Regions from separate parts of the Ovis aries genome. Here region 2 is linked to region 1. A link is a contact called in public Hi-C data. All regions are on one chromosome and are shown on one strand. Each heading gives the region's core, a stretch centred on a gene start, on an enhancer-like site or on the middle of the called end of the contact. The rest is flanking DNA. Distances are from core to core; before and after follow the strand shown.

Region 1 (2,532 bases), core at 19-2,518:
AGGGAGGTGGGCACATGTATGCCTATGGCCGGTTCATACTGATGTATGGCAAAAACCATCACAATATTGTAAAGTAGTTATTTTTGTTGCATCAAGATAAATTCTTCCGTCACCTGAAGGGTGAGGATAACTTCCTATTTATCTCTTGGGTTCTCAGGAACTGGCAGTTACCACATGTTGTCAGTTAATTTACTTAATTGAATCTTTATGCCTCCCTGAGCTCTGCAGGTTGGAAAGTAAGTGTAGTGTTTTCTTCTAGGACTGCGCCTGCTGACCTTTGAAATAGCTGAGGGTGGCCCTGGTGTTGACTTCCGGCAAGAGGCATGGACCTCCTTCCCTCAGCGGTCTGGCCACCTCCAGTAGACCTGTCTCCCCTTTTGCTTCTAACTAGGATGTTGCAGTTAATGCTGGTGTGAAAATGATTAGCCTGAGAAAGCCCAGCAGGATGTGAGTAAATTAAAGAGTTGGGTTTTTTCCCCTGGGTTTTTAAGCAAAGGGAACCTACAAAACTAAATTAAAAGTACCAACGTTAATGACTATAGGGGCAAGTCCAGAGCCGAGATAGCATTTTTGCTCTAAGTAATCCACAAAGGGAATTTCCTCCCTTTAGAAAAAAAAAAGCAAGCAAACTATTAGAAACTACTGTTTCACCATTCTCTCTGCCTATTTTTCCACTTTCTTCTGGGGTAAAGTGGAAAGGGGGTGGGGACTCTTGGAAGCTAACCAGGGAGAATACTGTCATTGGGTTAGATGGTTCAGAAAATTTATGATTAGATACTCAAAGCCTTTATTAAAGGGGAAGCAACTCGCTGCAATTGATATGGGTCAAAGGACTTGAATACACGGCCAAAGTGATACAGTAAGGATGAGGGAATATACTACTATGTTACTAAAAAGTCTGGAGACCCCAATTTCTTAGAGGGAGAGGGCCAAGCTTTGGAGTTGCCTGCCTCAAGCATTAGAAATTCTGCTGACTCTTGTCCAGAGCTATAGAACTGGCTGTCTCAGCAGCCCAAAGTCTAGGTCCCTGTTTGTTGAAAGAGGTCAGCCAGCATTCTGACCCTACTCAGGTTCCTGATTACTTTGAATTAGGTGGCCTGGAAAGCCCCAGAGATTTCACATCTGATATCTGGAAGTCAGTTGAAAGAGAAGCTTAGCAACCCGATCCCCAGAGACAGCATAAAAGTCGGCACCTTCTAGCAGCGGGTTCCGGCTCTCTGGAGTTTGTGTGTCTGCATAAGGCCAGCCCCATGGGGAGTCATGCACTTCCATGTGGGGCAGGGCACACGGCATCATCTGACGCTGAGCAGCATAGTTTCTGAGATTTGCCTGCCCGAGAGAGACGCTACTTCCTTTATTGTTGTTGCTTTGAAACAGTTTTCTTTTATTTTGCTCTCGCCATGGAGACTGTAATAAATAAAGAGAAGCGTGATTTCTTAATGGTCTCCATCTTCAGATGTACTTTTCTGCCCGATTACCTCAGAGCATGCAGCTCATGGGAATAAAAGAGGGGGGGAGGAAAGGTGAGCTTTGGCAGGAATAGGCAACACATTCAGGGCTGGAAACCAGTGTACTCTCAGGCCAGGTTCTGACATTTGGTGTGTTTTTGTTTGCAGAAGGATATGATGTATGCATTATGCAATTAGAAGCAATTTCTTTTTGAAAATTGAGTTAAATCCAATTTTTTGTATGTTTTGGCTATCCTAAAGAGGGGTTGGTTTTCAATTACTTCAGTGTGGTGTCTCACAGACTCATTCTAGTGGAATCCAGTTAGATGGTCCGAACACTTTCCTTCCAGAGATTGGCATGTGTTTTGATTTACACTGTGCCTGGATGGACTGTACATACCCTTCATTCCTATGGAGGACGTAAGTTGCAACAGAAAACTTGGGATAGCAAGCATCCTTGCTAAGCTATTGAAGGAAAAAAATATATAGAAGGATTTTTCTGATTAATTTCCAAATCTAATACTGCCTTTCAGATTCTAGGTACCATTTCAAGTAGTTAACCCAGTGCGATTCTCAATTCTGGGTCTACAACAGCCTCACTTGAATGGAACGTTAATCCCATTCATCTTATTCTCCCCACCCCATCACTCCCAGAGAGTCCAGTGTGTCTTGGGTGGGGACCTTGGGATGGATAACAGGTGCCTTTGAGCCTCAGCCACGGTTGAGAAACTGAGTTTAAAAATGTAGTTTTTTTTTTTTTTAAGGGTAATTTGTTTTAATGACAAATAATAAAGAAACCTAAGGATACAAAAAGGAGATGCTTATAGAAACAACCAAATGTAAAGCAATTGCCCTTCAGTTAAAAAAGAAAATAAATGTTAAAAAAGACAACTAAATAATGTCCATGATCATAAGGCACCTTGCTTTTATAATCTGCTGCCTTATCTCATGGGCTAATTTGGCTTTACATCAAAGTAAGTGCTATAAAACTATAAAATTTGATTTTGTTATTGAAATCAAAACCATGGGAAAAAGCCACCTCCAACTATTACAGGAAAAGAGTGCCATTTCACTGGGCTATATC
Region 2 (2,532 bases), core at 17-2,516, 76 kb after region 1:
AGTTCCCCACCGCTGACTGATTCTGTTTGCGCTGTTTCCTCTCTTCACCACAGCACCACAGCACCACGTGGGGTTACCAAGGAGATAGCAGAGAACAGAGCCGGCTGAGACGCGGGGGCGTGGGCGGCAGCAGACGGTCACTGAGGACAACGCCCTCGCCCTAGGCCCCGCCCCTCCTCCCACGCAGGAGCTGGAATTCGAGGGGCTGCTTTTGGAATTCAAACCAGAGCTTGCCCACACCTACTCTCTGGTCCTCCTCCGTGCCTCTCTGAGGAGGAGGATCTGCGGGCTTGGATCCTGCTCCTAGATCTGCTGGCTTTTCTGAGCCCTGGGCGTGTATTTGTGTTGTAAGAAAACACCTGGGTTTTCTCAAGGGGCGGAAGAAATTGGCGGCTGAGCTACTCTGCTCTCGCGTGGATGAAAGGCTGTGGATGAGGCTGTTGATCACCACGGAGGCCCTGGACAGTTGCAGGAGCCAGGCCCCGAGACCTAGATTCCTCTTCTGAACTAGCCTGTCTTTAGCAGGACTAAGTGATAGCATGGGGACATCCACACCAAGCTTTGAGAAGGAACAATGCCTTCTAACCGCTAGCTCTGATGATGAGCTGGCCCCGTTTGTACATGCCAATGCCTAAATGAGACTATGTTTGGATTTGACAAGTCTTTAGTAATACACGGTAATCACGGAAATTCCGTTAATTCATGCTGCTAGACGTACGTCTATGGGGTGGCACAGAGTCGGACACGACTGAAGCGACGCAGCAGCAGCAGCAGCAGCAGATGTACCTGGTGCTTTCATCTTTACAAAGCTTGTGTCCCTTCTCAGCCTTCCACCCACGAGGGGGGCTTTATCTCTCCCGCTTTACAGATGAGAAAGTGGAGGAACTTTCTGCTAACATAAATGTATTAGGAAAGTGTTTCAAATGAAGATCTCACCCAGACATGGGGTGTTTCCCTCTCGCTCCTGGTAGACAAGTTCCTTAAACAGGAGTCTCACGAGTCTGAGGCCTGAAACCACAGAGCTTACTGATGTAGCTGCAAACTGCAGCTCTCAGCCAGAAAGAGAAAAGTCTAGAAGAGAAAGCACATTGCATTGGAGGACCTTAGCATGTCTCTCACAGGCGGACTATTTACATGTGTTCCCCTCACGGTCTCCATAGCAACTGGCAGAGATGCAAAAATGCTTCGTCAGTATTTGTTACAGAGTGAGAAGAGAGCGCTGGAGATCCTCTTTCTCCCAGCAGTCAGGGCTATTTCCATCCGCTGGCTTCATGACTTCTCCCAGCAGCCACTTGGCAGGACAGTTTCAAACAGCAGGGAGCCTGTGAATCAATCGGATTGGCATCTGAGCCTTGCAGGATGGAGGGACCTCATCTCCTGCTCCCTCTTGCAGGCAATTATGCACGGAGTCAGGAAGGAATTTTGCTATTAAGAAGTCTCAATAATAAGGAGCTGAGAGGTTGTGGTTTCCAGCTTTTAACCACAACATTTAAGGCGTGGCTCCATTTTCCTTATAGTTTCCAAGTGCACATCATTGCCTAATTCTCCCCAGAGAATCGAAATTGCTTTGTGATGTATATGTATCAATGATGTGAGCTAAGGCTCAGGGCCAGCAAACAGTCTCTTTCAGAAACCTTCCTCCCCAACCCTCTCCCATGTTGCACCTTTAAGTGATAGCTTCCACCCTTCTACCTCCCATGCTGATGGGCTCCTTATTCCGGAATGGGGGCTCCACAGTCACCTTGCTGTGATGAAAATTGTAATTCAACTCCCCGTATGTGCCCCAGAATATTGTATCTCCAGCGTTTCAGTTTGTGACTTACACTATGTGATTTATGTGCTATTGGTTAGTGTGTCAAAACCTTCTAAGTGCTTTGGGAGAAAGAGCAATCAGAGAATCTCTGACCTTCAAAGGTCTTACAGTCTAGTTTAGCTCTTATATAGCATGCAACCCAGCGTTACACTCTCAACATGAGACCAGCACATCTGTTAAGGCCCATAGGAGAAACTGAGTACCTATGCAGTTGTCCCTGGTGGGGCTGGACTCATGGCTGAGTGACTGGTGCCATCGATTCATGCTCAGAGGACTCGCTTGGGGTTTAATGTCCTAACACTGCCATCTTACAAGTCTTAATTTGACTTTGAGTTTGTATTTTCTGAGTGAAGTCTGTTGGGACAATGGAGCTCAGCTCACTATCCCAGCTTCCGGTAGAAGCAGATGCAGGTAGGGGGGTGGCTGGGCGGCACCCCATGGCATCTTGGGGGGGAGCATGGCAGTACTGTCCCTTCCCGAGGCTGGCAGTACCGCAGTGCACTTGACTGAGTGGGAGCCTCTCAGTCATTCGCATCGGTGTGCCCAGTGTGTGATGAATTTAATATACTCAAAATAAAAAAATAAAAATAAAAAAACAACAACAAAAAAATAATATACTCAAAATAATCATGATTTTTAGAATCGACTACATTTATTTTTTTCAAGCATTTGTTTATTATGGTGAAGCAAGCACAATGTAAAATTTACATCATAAATCT

The links. A called contact is a pair of places that touch in the nucleus more often than the background predicts.
Region 2: a contact with region 1 is called in a Hi-C map of tail adipose tissue, with 2.1 times the contacts expected there. The contact joins two enhancer-like sites. A contact is called at or near these places in 3 of 16 Hi-C or Micro-C datasets (blood, skin fibroblasts and tail adipose tissue).

Annotation. Positions count from the first base shown.
Region 1 is chr15:64,328,458-64,330,989 of ARS-UI_Ramb_v3.0, forward strand. LOC132657831 (a long non-coding RNA gene) reads left to right here. Exons shown (of 2, transcript XR_009596541.1): 1 at 1-447. Among named protein-coding and RNA genes, the nearest start is that of TRNAC-ACA, 48 kb to the right of the region's middle. Within about 2 kb of position 1,269, at least 19 of the 54 cell types and tissues checked have an H3K27ac peak or open chromatin away from gene starts, as enhancers often do. A contact at or near this core is called in tail adipose tissue, where this site is marked.
Region 2 is chr15:64,404,960-64,407,491 of ARS-UI_Ramb_v3.0, forward strand. No RefSeq gene overlaps it. Among named protein-coding and RNA genes, the nearest start is that of TRNAC-GCA, 17 kb to the right of the region's middle. Within about 2 kb of position 1,267, at least 27 of the 54 cell types and tissues checked have an H3K27ac peak or open chromatin away from gene starts, as enhancers often do. A contact at or near this core is called in tail adipose tissue, where this site is marked.